Linked DNA regions of Sus scrofa: region 2 is linked to region 1. A link is a contact called in public Hi-C data. All regions are on one chromosome and are shown on one strand. The core of a region is the stretch at or near the end of the contact, and the rest is flanking DNA. Distances in the headings are between cores, read along the strand shown.

Region 1 (6,512 bases), core at 1,250-3,749:
TTTTCTCATATTATCATGCTCCATCACAAGTGACCAGACATCACAAGTAACCATACAAGTGACCCAGTGCTATACAGCAGGATCCCATTGCTTATCCATTCCAAAGGCAATAGTTTGCATCTATTAACCCCAAATTCCCAGTCATGCACTACAATTTTAAAACGGTTTTGGGAGTTCCCGTTGTGGCGCAGTGGTTAACAAATCCGACTAGGAACCATGAAGTTGCGGGTTCGGTCCCTGCCCTTGCTCAGTGGGTTAACGATCTGGCGTTGCCCTGAGCTGTGGTGTTGGTTGCAGATGCGGCTCAGATCCCGCGTTGCTGTGGCTCTAGTGTAGGCTGGTGGCTACAGCTCCGATTCGACTCCTAGCCTGGGAACCTCCATATGCCACAGGAGCGGCCCAGGAAATAGCAAAAAGACAAAAAATAAATAAATAAAAACAGTTTTGCAACTTTAGTAGACATGAGGTGCTATGTCAAGGTTTTTTTTTTTTAATTAAAGTATAATTGATTTACACTAGTATATTAATTTCAGATGTACAACATACTGATTCAATATTTTTCAAGGTTGTTTTAAAAAGTTTCAGTATTGAAAGAGACAATGAACATTTCCCCATGTACTCATGTACTAATTTTTTTCTCCTTGTGAGTTGCATACTTAACTTCTTTGTCTATTTAGCTGTTAGCATCTTACTTGTTTTAATTTTAAATTTTAAAAAATTTTATGGCCACCCCCCAACATATGGAAATTCCCTGGCCAGTGACTGAATCTGAGCCACAGCTGTGACTTACGCAGCAACCATGGCAACGCCCGGGATCCTTTAACCCACAGCACACAGGCCAACGATGGAACCCACACCTCTACAAAGACCCAAGCTGCTGCAGTTGGATTCTTAACCCACTGCGCCTTGAGGGAACTCCTCTTGCTTGTTTTTATGTATTCAAACAAGCTTTTATATGTTTGAAGTATTTTCTGCTTGTTATTTGGTGCATTTTCCTTCTTAAAATCTTGTCCAGTTTTTACATTTTTGAATGTTAGTCTTCCTCTGCAGTGTCTTCTATTGTTTCAAAGCTTTGCGAATGTTGACATTTAGCCATAAATCTCTCTTATACTTATTAATATAGTGTTTCTATGACTGTTCTTTAAAATATGTAGAATTTTAATCCACATGGAGTTTATTTTGATGTATAAGTGGAATTTACATTTTTCCCTCCAAATTTTCATTCATTTATCCAAGCATTCCTTACTAAGTAATCCTACCTTAAACCTGTGTTTGGAAATACTACTTTACTGTGTGTCCCATCAGGATTTTAGGGGCATACGTATATTTATTCAGCTTCATTCCTTTCAGTTGACCTCAGCTTCTATTTTTGGCTCTGGTTTCAGCCGTAGCCCTAATAGTACAAAGAGACATTTCGCCCCCTGCAGGCTGCCAGTGGTCTCACAGGACCAGGAAAGCTTGCGGCAGGGCGGAGGGGCGCTCGCTACCTAACACTAGGCCGGATTCGAGGGAGAGAGCTGGAATGGATGTGTTGCTCTGTCTTTGCAGGAGGATTTCGGACCCTTTTGACCGGCTTCCTTCTGTCCAGGTCTCCTGAGGCTTCCAGCTTCCGGGATCGCATGTCTCTAGTACCCAGTAGAGCTGAGCCTTTATGTAGCTGTCACGTGGAGACAGTCTCCTTCGGGTTCTCCCTTTAGCGTCTCTCTTTCCAATTACGTGACCCATGGCCCATGACTCGTGGTTCTGGCCTCCTGCGAGGAATTCGGCGGCACCCAGGCACTGTGCCCTGGTCGTTTCTGGGCGCTGACTTTCCAGCTCACTCAGAAGCTGCTCGCTGGGCCCACGTATTCCCCCCATCCCCCACTTCCCCGACCGTCCCCCCATCCTTCTCAGCACATCAGTGACTGTACCCACTCCTAACAAGCTCACTATTGAAGTATTGTTGAAGCAGACACAGTTCAAATATTTTATTTATTCAACAGATGCACACATACCTACTGTGTGCCAGATACTGTTGTTATATGAGTCAACAGCCCCTGGACTGAGCCAGCCCAGGCCTCCTAGAACCCACCAAATTTGGATGTTAAAGTGGAAATCAGGTCTTTGAGCATCTCAGGGAATGAATAAGGAGCCGGGAAGGGGATCGTCCTGGAGTCGTCAGGGATGGGGAATGGGCTGGGCTGTGCGCCCCTCTCGCCACTGTCTCGGCTTCAATCCTCCAGCCACTGTGGAAGGGGAGGGTGTCCGGGAATCCCACGGCCTCCAGCCTGGCGCCACCCCGCCGGAGCCCGGGGCGGGTTGAGAGCGCGACCCGACAGCGCCACCGCCATCGCGGCGCCGGGTACTACGCCCACCCGCCCCCGGGCAGGAAGACGGCGCGGTCCCCGGTCCCCGCCAGGCTTCCATCGCGTCCAGGCGAGGGAGCTCACAGGCAGGACATTCCGCGGCTCGCCGCGGCGGTGACGGCCGCCTACGCCCGGGCCCCTCGGAACTCCACCCAGGGGCGCTCACCCTGAGAGACCTCAAGGGCTTCGCCGCGCCCTCGGGCCCGCCCCGGTTATTCTTTAGTCACGGGCTGACAGTCCACGTCCGGAAAACCCGGCGATAACTGGAGAATAAAACGTAAATACAGGTGAGCCAAGCAGCGGTTGCAACATTTCCGTGAGAAAACCCCCCGAAAAGCAGGGGTGGGCTTCCCGGTCCGGAGCCCTGCGCCCTCCAGTGCATGGGCCCTGGGGCGGAGGGAGAGGCAGCAGGGTCCACTCCCTTGTAGCCACTTGGGGGACAGCCTTGCTGCAGTTATAGGGGACCCCTGGGACATAAGACCCCTTTTCACGTGCTCCTGGACCGGCAGGACATTTGCCGCCTCTCTAGAGAATATACAGAGCAACAAGTCTTTGAATTAGTATTTCTTTTAAATTAGTTTGTATTTATTTATCACAAACCTGTCAGCAGATGAAAAACAGCATCCACGTTGTCCATCTGGTATGTAAGGCATTGTATTTATTCAGGTCCAGCAGGGGTTCTTAATCTAGGGGTTCAGGGCCAAGTAGGACTTAGGGGTCCATGAAAACCTTGAAATTGTTTCCACTTGGGGGGCTGATGTGCCTTTTTTTCTGGTGGTAAGTTCCTTAGCTTTTATGATTCCCGTTGTTTGGAATCTTAGTTTGATTAAGAAAAACTGGTCTAAAGTTAACATTCAGGTGGGTTTCTAGATTGAGAAGTCCTGATACTAACAGGAGGCCAGAGACCCATGAATCTGGACTCCCCCATGGAAGAGTTGGTCATTAGAGCCTGGACTTGACTCTCCTTAAGACAAGCCCCTTACCCCCCACCCCCCAAAAAAAAACCCTTTGGGGCACAGTTGGTTTCATTTTAAGGCCAAGTTAGGTTCAAGCAGATTTACTTCTGCATTTCTCTTCGCTTAAATAGAAATATCTCTCTGGTGGGTTTTTTCCCCCAGTTAGTCATGCAAACGCTCTATGCATCACTTACCACTGGGTTTCAGCCTCTGGGGCAGCCCTCTGCACAGGCAGGCCTGGGACCCCTCTGCCTTTGCAAAGGAGTGTCTGGGGGAACTTGGGTGCTGACCTCACTGTGCTGGGATTTTCCTCAGGCAATGTGCCCAGGGAGTTAACACGTGTTCCTTTTAAGGAAAAAAGTATACAAGATTTGTTTTTTTTTAATTGTGAAGGAAAAAAAAAAAAAAAAAAGATCGCAAAACCACCCATAATCCCACTAATAGGCCTAATAATAATTTGTTTTGCTTTAAATGTCGGCTCACTTAATGTGCACACATTTTGCATTGCCGTGATTATGGCAACACAGTAATTACATATTGAGAGCTGCTCTGTTTCACAGTCTACTATTTTCCTTTAACATACCATTAACATTTTACTATCTTCATAATTAGTGTTTTTAATGGCTGTATACTTTTTCACCCCACAGGTACATTTCATCATCTCCCTTTGTTGTATGTTTTTGTGGGTTTCAGGTTATTGGGGCAGGGTGGTTATGCCGTGAACTTTTGTTCAGAGAGTTCATGCTGAGGTCTTTTTTCTCCAGCCCTTTTTATCGTGTCTTGATGAACCTGTAAGCTCCAAAGAAATCATCTTTCCCTCCTTCTTTTCTTCCTTCTCTCCTTCCTTCATCCAGAAAATATTTAGTGGATGTCTATTACATGCTAGGCACTGGTCCAATCACTGAGGAATAGAGAAGTAAACAAAACAAAGTCTGGGAGTTCCCAACATGGCTCAGTGGTTAACGAATCCCACTAGGAACCATGAGGTTGTGGGTTCGATCCCTGGGCTTGCTCAGTGGTTAAGGATCCAGCGTTGCCATGAGCTGTGGTGTAGGTCACAGACGTGGCTTGGGGATCTGGCATTGCCATGGCTATGGTGTAGGCTGGCAGCTACAGCTCTGATTGGACCCCTAGCCAGTGCTACCATGGAACTCATATTCTAGTTAGAGGAAGTAGACAGTAAACATACTTTTTGTGTGTGTGTATGTGTGTGTTTAGGGCCGTACCCTCGACATATGGAGGTTCCCAGGCTAGGGGTTGAATCAGGAGCTGTAGCCGCTGGCCACAGCAACACCAGATCCAAGCCACGTCTGCGACCTACTTGCTCACAGCAATACCGGATCCTTAACCCACTGAGCGAGGCCAGGGATCAAACCTACATCCTCATAGATGCTAGTCAGATTCATTTCCGCTGAGCCACGATGGGAACTCCATAAATGTACATATTAAATATTCAGCATTGTATATAAATATTGTCAAATTAATTATAAGTGCAACAGAGAGAAATGAAGTCAGTTATGGGAGATCAGATGTATTCTTTTTTGGGGGAGTAATTAGGACAGATTTTTTTTTTTTTGATAAAGTAACATTTGAGCAGAGATATGAAGGAGCAGTCCTTTTGCACATCCGGTAATGAGTTTCTAGGCAGAAGAAACACAAGTGCAAAGGTCCTGAGGCAGAGGCACGTGCTTGGCAGTTGAGAGAGGTCACTGTGATGGAAGTGATTAGGAAGAATGAAAGAGGATGTGAGCAGAAAGTTGGATTGTACCTGTAGGAGACCATATTCTGTGAGAATAATGGAGCCATTAGAGGATTTGGGCCAGAGGCATGAGATGCTTTAATTTACCATTTAAAAGAATCAATTTGGTAGTTGTGGAGAACAGACTGTCAGCCTTTGGAGGTTGTTAATCCAGGCAAGAGATGATCCAGTGCTTTGTTGTGAGCCACAAGGGAAGTCCGGGATGATACAGTACTTTGGACCGAGGCTGCAGTGGTAAAGGCGATACAGATAGCCTGGGGATGGATCCAGCAGGATTTGATGATGGTTTGAACATGAAGTTGAAAGAGGAGTCAGTGATGACTTAAAAGTTTTAGCAAGAATGGAATTGCCAGTTTTTTTGTTTCATTTTGTTGTTTATTCATTTGTTTGTCTTTTGTAGAGGGAGGCAGGGAATTGGGAACTTAGTTTTGGACCTGTGAAAATTGAGATGTCTGTTACAAAGCTAAATGAATAAGTCAAGTTGAATATAAGAGCTTGCCGCTTAGGGGAGGAGTCAGAGCTGATTTTGGAGATGTCAGTGAACTCATAATATTTAAAGCAGAAGAAGCCTTCAGCCCAGACTTCTCTCCCCAGCCTTTTATCTAGGTGTATCCTTGACATCTCCATTTAAATGTCTAAAAGATAAGAGTTCCCTGTGGTACAGCAGGTTAAGGATCTGGCATTGTCACTGCAGCAGTGACTTGGGTTGCTGTAGTGGCACAGGTTCGCTCCCCAGCCCGGGAACTTCCGCATGCCAAGGGCACAACCAAAAAAAAAAAAAAAAAAAAAAAAAAAGCCTAAAAGACAACCCAAGGTCAGTGTGTCCATACAAAGACATCTGATCTTACCTGCTAAACTGGTCTACCCGCAGCCTCCTTTGTCTCGTCCATGAGGATGCCATTCTTCATTGCTCAGACTAAAGCCTGAACTTTTACTTTTTTTTTCTTTCACCTCCCACATGCAGCCCATCAGGAAATCCTGTTGGCTCTGACTTCCAAGTCTATCCAGGATCGATTCCAAAAACTTCTCACCACCTGCACGGCTACTATCCTGGTCCGAACCACTTAGTTATTTCTTGCCTGGGTTACGGCCGTAGACTCCTACAATTTCCTCTGCTCCACACCCACCCCCAGCCCCAGCAGGCTGTTCTCAGCACAGGATCCCAAGGGAGACTTTTAAAACATGTCAGAGCAAGTCCCTCCTCTGCTCAAAACCCTCCAAAAAGTGCTTATAATAACCCTCCAGGCCCTGTGTGACCTGACCCCAAGGAGTGCCCCTGTTTCTCCTGTTTCCCTCATCATTCATTTTGGTCCAGCAACACAGGGCTCCTTATTGTGTCGCCAACATGCCTGACACACTCCCACCTCACTTCTCTCTACTCAGAACGCTCTTCTGTCAGCTACCCTTGACTTGTTCCCTTATCTTTTTTTTTTTTTTGCAGTTTTTTGTTTT
Region 2 (6,512 bases), core at 1,187-3,686, 37 kb before region 1:
ACTGAAACCTCATGGATACTGGTCAGATTGGTTTCCACTGCATCACAATGGGAATTGCCAGCACGCTATTTTTGGATACAACTCATGCTAACAGATCAATAAAGAGTAGAAGTTTTCTAAAGTTATTTTTATTTACACTTCACGTGAAATTGAGAAAATATCAACTATTCATATTGAAGAATTTATATTTCTCATTAGGAGAGAGGAGGTGTTGGAGGGAAGGTGCTAAAAACCACTCCTGGGAGTTCGAGTTGTGGCGCTGCAGAAACGAATTTGACTAGTAACCATGAGGTTGCGGATTCAATCCCTGAATTCACTCAGCGAGTTAAGATCTGGCATTGCCGTGAGCTGTGGTGTAGGTCACAGATGAGGCTCGGATGTGGAGTTTTTTTGTGGCTGTGGTGTAGGCCGGCAGCTACAGCTCCAATTCAACCCTGGCCTGGGAACCTCCATATCCTGCGGGTATGGCCCTAAAAAGAAAAGAAAAAAAAAAACACTCCTTGGCTTTGGTCAGCATGGATCAGAGAATGCCTCTCCTTGAAACATACAAAAGGGTAGAGTTCCTGTCTTCAAAGAGCTTAAAATTAAGTTTGGATTAGTACACAAAAAAGACCACACATTTATACATCCGTTAACTGGAGAGACAGCTGTTTAACCTTCATTACATCTTCAGTTATATAAACTCAGGGAATTCCCGATGTGATAAGTGCTAAAATGTGTTTCCAGAACTCTCTTGCGGCACGACAGGTTAAGAATCCCTCGTTGTCACTGCAGCGGCTTGGGTTGCTGCTGTGGCCCCAGTTTGATCCCTGGCCCAGAATGCTGAGGGTGTGGCCCAAAAGGGAGAAAAAAAAATGTGTTTCCATTACAAATCCAGCTTGAACTTTACCTTTGAAAAGTGTTAGAATAATGTATATGTCCACGTGTTAATATTCATAGAAATGAATGTAAACAGCTATTAGGCCCATGAAAACCGTCCAGTGATATGAATCAAAACAGCAAAACTACATTAACAAACATTAGGTCCTGCAGTGGCGCAGTGGGTGAAGAATCTGACTTCAGCAGCTCTGCTTGTGGAGGAGGTGCAGGTTCCATCCCCCACCAGGCACAGTAGGTTAAAGGATCAGCTTTGCCACCACTGTCTTGGCTGTGGCTGGGATTCAATCCTTGACGCCTGAACTTCCATATGCCGTGGGTGTGGTGGCCATAAAAACAAACAAACAAACAAACAAAAAAACCCACGTTAACGAATGTTATCCACTGATGTCCAGAATTCACAAAGGGTGTATTCTAAGCCAATACTAGTGAGAACGTAATTTTTTTCTCTCTGAAGAGCGGTGTGGCAGTTTATATCTTTGACCCAGCAATCCTAAAGAATAAAAACGGCAAAATAAAACACAGGAAAAAAAAAAAAACGCAAGGAGGAAGAATATTCTTTATGGGGTTATTGACAAGTAAAAGATTGTTGGAATCTTCTCTGTGTGACAGTAAGGGATGGAGTAAATCACAATTTAACGTGGTGCTAGAGAAATTTTCTCAAGTCCCTTTGAAGTTTGCAGCGAGCTGAGCCATTCTATTTTGCCAACACTTGCCCATGAGCTGGCAAACAAATATAAACAGCGTGGCCTGGTGGTGGGCGCTCGGTTTTGTGCTTACGGCCGAACTTGGGGCGGCTTTATTTACTGTGGACAATTTGCGGGAGCCGGGACATCTGAGGGGACCACAGCCTGGGGGCGCTCAACTCCCTATGGACACACTGGACCCTATCAGCCACTCTGGGGTGGAAGCTGAGGCTCAGAGGCTGCCCCGCAGCTGGTGACCTCGCCTGGAGAACTCGAGTGTCCGCCTTCCTGCTGACTTTGGTGTCCCCCTAACCAATTTGTTTACAGTTCAGAACTGTCCTGAGAGACCTCGACCCGGGAACGTGACTTCCCACAGCCACGCCCACACTGCCTCAGGGGCCGGCACCAAAGGGACGCGGGGCAGTAGGTTGGTATCCAGGGACAGCGCCCGAGGGCCACTGCAGTCCCCCGCTCGCCCAGACTTGCCGGGACCCAGAGGCGCTCTCTCGCCGCCCGTCCGATTCCAGACTCGCGGAAGCCTTGCGGGCGGCGAACGCGTCCAGGGCCGCGCTGGGATCAGCCTAGCCAAGCCCTCACCCTTGGTCCCACCCAGAGGGCGGCCTCGGCTCCACCTTGGCCCGGTCCGGGCGGCTCCGGACCCGCGGCTCGAGTGATCCCGCTCGCTCATAGGCCCGCGGCGCCACGCCCGCCCAGGCCTGGCTGGGCGCCGAGCAGGGTGGGCGGAGCCAGCGAGTTCGCGCCAAAATCGCGTAGCCGATCCCTCCCCCGCGGGGTACGTCGCGCCCTCCATTTTTTTCAAACCCTGAGCTGGGCGGGGATTGGTGGGCTGGGCACTCACGTGGTTAACGGTCGCGGGAAGCCGCGGAGCCCGAACCTGTGGCTGGACCTGCGGAGACCCCAGCCTCGGCGCCCGGGCCGCCCCTCCGCTGCCGGACAGTTCGCGCCGCTGCCGCCCCCACCATCCGCCGTCCCGAGCGTCCCGGAGCCGCAGGCCGCCGCCGCCGCCGCGCAGGCCCGCCGCCGAAGCCGCTAGGCGCGCCCAGTCGCACGTGGCGGACCCGCCCCCTGGGCCGGCAGTGTCCTGGACTCCGCGGGCCCCGATTCTCCGGTCCTTCGCCCCGGCCCTAGGGGCGCGATGAGCTTCCTGAGCCGGCAGCAGCCGCCGCCGCCCCGCCGCGCTGGGGCCTCCTGCACCTTGCGGCAGAAACTGATCTTCTCGCCCTGCAGCGACTGTGAGGAGGAGGAGGAAGAAGAGGAGGAAGAAGGCAGCGGCCACAGCACAGGGGAGGACTCGGCCTTTCAGGAGCCCGACTCGCCGCTGCCGCCTGCGCGGAGCCCCACAGAGGCCGGGCCCGAGCGCCGCCGCTCGCCCGGCCCGGCCCCCGGCAGCCCCGGGGAGCTGGAGGAGGACCTGCTGCTGCGGGGCGCCTGCTCCGGCGCCGACGCGGCGGGCGGCGGGGCCGAGGGCGACTCATGGGAGGAGGAGGGCTTCGGCTCTTCGTCGCCGGTCAAGTCCCCGGCGGCCGCCTACTTTCTGGGCAGCTCGTTCTCGCCCGTGCGCTGTGGCGGCCCGGGGGATGCGTCCCCGCGGGGCTGCGCGACGCGCAGGGCGGCCGAGGGGCCCTGCTCGCCGCTGCCCGACCACCCGGGCACCCCGCCGCACAAGACCTTCCGCAAGCTGCGGCTTTTCGACACGCCGCATACCCCCAAGGTGAGAGGACGCGGCGGCCCGAGCAGCCCGAGCCCTTGCCGGCCCAGCCTTTTAAAAAGGCCGCGGCGCTGGGAGCCGAGCGCGGCGCTGCCCGGGTTCAGTTACATAACCGCCTGGCCGCACCCCCGCTCTCTCTCCTGCGCCGCAACAAAAAAGTTGGCAGCCCCTCTTTGGGGCCCTGCCCAGCAGTTGTCCGTTAAAGATTATGTAACTGAACAATGGCCCTCGTCTGGAACTTCTTCATCTTTCAAAGGGCTGATCGGCGCCGTCCAGGTGGCTGACGATTTAACGCCCGCAGTCGGGGCCGCCCCGAGCACGGCAGCCGGGAGTGTAGCACCGATAACGTGGTTTGGAAGGATGCTCGAGTGGTGCTGGCCCGGCCACCTGACACTCCCGAGCGCCGCAGCCATCTGGTGCCTTTTAAACGCAGTGATCGGTCCTGTAATTTGGGCGGCGCACGCAGGAGTTCGGTTGAAAAAAAAAAAAAAATCATGCGCTTATCGTTTTGTGTCAGGTGGTCTTATGGGGGAAAGTTTGAGATACGGAGGGAGACTGCACTTCGACTTGGGAGAAAAGGCTGGCTTTCAAGCCTTTACAGTCTTAAAGACTCGTAAATAACTCAGGGTAGCCTTTAAGCCTCCTTACGGACAGAATATTTATTGGGTAAGCGTTTCTTTATACTCTCGAGTTTGGACTGCCCAAGTTTGGTTACCCTAAGTGTCCTGATTAGGAACATCCAACTGTTAAAAACCAGCGTTGGTGTTGTTGCCTGGACCCTCAGGCTTTCCTATGATCGATAAGGTATCTTAAAGAAATAGGTATTCAGTACCTGTTTGGCTATTGACAAGTGAGAACTGTAAAAGTAACAGCAGGTTTTAAAACGGACACTTCCCGAAATTAAGACAAGTATGGCATTTATGAGATTGATGTGGAAAAAGTACCTAAGTGAGTCAGCTTTCAGTACCGTTAGTCATAAACCTCTGGAAGATGTGTGCTATTGTGCCTTACTGTTTATTAGCCGACTTGCCCAAGGCAAGATCCCTCTGGAAGTGAGGGGAGGAGTCCTATTGAGGTGGCTCTCGAAGCCTTACTTGGATGGGGGAGGGGAGCTTTTATGGGGCTCCCTGACTGCTTTCCATTTTTAGATGGATTGAAAGGATTTGTTAACTTTTAGCCTCCAGAATGAACTTAATTTTGGTCTGCGTTCATGTTCTTTTTAGGGTTAGAGACCTATTTTACTTGGCCTTTTCAGAAAAGGTGGTTAGTATCGAGCTTCAAACTCCTAAGTTAACCACTGTTTATTTTGCTTGAAAGATAACAGAGGCTCGTGTGTTGCTTTGACCTACACATTCGGCCATGTGAAAGGCGTTTTGAAAGTTAGGTTGAGAAGGCCTCTGTAGCACTTGGGTCCTAAACATTTTTTTTTCCTCTCCTAGAGTTTGCTCTCTAAAGCTCGAGGAATTGATTCCAACTCTGTTAAACTCCGTGGTGGTTCTCTATTCATGGATACAGAAAAATCAGGAAAAAGGGAATTTGATGTTCGACAGACTCCACAAGTGAATATTAATCCTTTTACTCCAGATTCGGTGTTGCTTCATTCCTCAGGACAGTGTCGTAGAAGAAAGAGAACATACTGGAACGAGTAAGTTATTTATTATTGAACAGTTTGGTTCCTCACCCACCCAAGATTGGTTTGGTATACTTATCAAAATTTAATTTCAACTGAATGACTTGGAAGTTTATGCACTTCTCTACTACCAGCGATTCTAAAGAGAGAATGGTGGGAAGTCATCAGCTGTGGGAAAGGAGTGACGTGGAAAAGAAAGGAATAAAAAAGCCTAGATAGAGTCTAGAAATCTACTGGTGTGAAAGTGAGGCAGGCAGAGAGTTGACTTAGAAAGGCTTTAATTTTGACGTGTAGTGGTCTTGGCGTATCTTAGCAAGAACAACGTTTACATCAGCTGAGCTGTATTCTTGTGATTACAGAATTAAATGCTTTCTTTTGTTTTCATTTATTAAAATTTAATTTCACTATATCAGATAGTTTTGGATCTCTAGTCGATATATTCATCAGATAGGTTGATGGAAAAAATAATTATTTTTCAGTTCCTGTGGTGAAGACATGGAAGCCAGTGATTATGAGTTTGAAGATGAAACCAGACCTGCTAAAGTAAATAGCTTTTTCCTTTTTATTGTTTTTGAAACTTGATTTTCTACTTCTTAACAAGCTACCATATATGCATATTAAGTAAGCATTAAAACAAGATACAATGATTTTTAAATTTCACACACAGTGAAAAAAATCATTTTCATGCTTTTGTGCACATGGATATATTTTTTATTACAGAGAATTACAATTACTGAAAGCAATATGAAGTCACGGTATACAACAGAATTTCATGAGCTAGAGAAGATTGGCTCTGGAGAATTTGGTTCTGTTTTTAAATGTGTGAAGAGGCTGGATGGATGCATTTATGCCATTAAGCGATCAAAAAAGCCATTGGCTGGCTCTGTTGACGAGTATGTGTTAAATATTTTTGTCTTTTGCTTTTTTGTTCAGTATGGTGTTACAAATATTAAAGTTTTAGGTCGTCAAGCACTTAATTTATTCTCTAACATTTGAGAAGTTATAATGATTTAATCAGATCCATTTTGTGCATTAGTTCTTATTAGACTTGTAGATATAAAGAGTTTGATTTTGGAGCCAAATTTAAGTTTCTTATTTCTGGTGTCATCCATGAATTCACAGTAAATTGGGAGTTTCAGTTTTCCTGAATCCTAGGGCCAGGAAGGTTCCTTCTTTCTCAGAGTCTTCTTAATGGAAGTCTGAAAAAATCTGGTAGAGTCTTAACCTCCTCTGTCTTAAGCAAGTTATCCTTTGGCATAATGATAGATGCAGAAGTCAAGATTCTTTTATGAATTATCAGTTAAATCAGTTTAGTCTTGAATAAAAATGATTTACCATCCTGTTAATCTCAAATTTCTCCTAGGCAGAACGCTTTGAGAGAAGTATATGCTCATGCAGTGCTTGGACAACATTCTCATGTAGTTCGATATTTCTCTGCCTGGGCAGAAGATGATCATATGCTTATACAGAATGAATATTGTAATGGTGAGTAATGTAATGGTTCCCTGTAAACTTGTAAGCTGGAGAAAATGAATACCGAAGAGATATTTATTGTCACCTAAAGTCTTGCTCAAATGCTCTATGTCTTTTA

What was found. A called contact is a pair of places that touch in the nucleus more often than the background predicts.
Region 2: a contact with region 1 is called in a Hi-C map of skeletal muscle, with 3 times the contacts expected there. The contact joins the promoter of WEE1 here to the promoter of LOC106509418 in region 1. A contact is called at or near these places in 7 of 47 Hi-C or Micro-C datasets (alveolar macrophages, embryonic fibroblasts, fetal heart ventricle and 3 more) and 2 of 2 datasets of contacts at active chromatin or transcription factors (alveolar macrophages and skeletal muscle).

What each region holds. Positions count from the first base shown.
Region 1 is chr2:49,853,399-49,859,910 of Sscrofa11.1, reverse strand. LOC106509418 (40S ribosomal protein S4, X isoform-like) reads left to right here and starts at 2,499. Exons shown (of 3, transcript XM_021083337.1): 1 at 2,499-2,632. It overlaps LOC106509420 (a long non-coding RNA gene), which reads right to left and starts at 4,528. Exons shown (of 3, transcript XR_001306964.2): 1 at 3,496-4,528; 2 at 2,946-3,031; 3 at 1,362-2,608.
Region 2 is chr2:49,890,433-49,896,944 of Sscrofa11.1, reverse strand. It overlaps WEE1 (wee1-like protein kinase), which reads left to right and starts at 2,436. Exons shown (of 11, transcript XM_003122982.4): 1 at 2,436-3,294; 2 at 4,731-4,936; 3 at 5,401-5,464; 4 at 5,642-5,814; 5 at 6,285-6,406. The coding sequence starts at 2,719.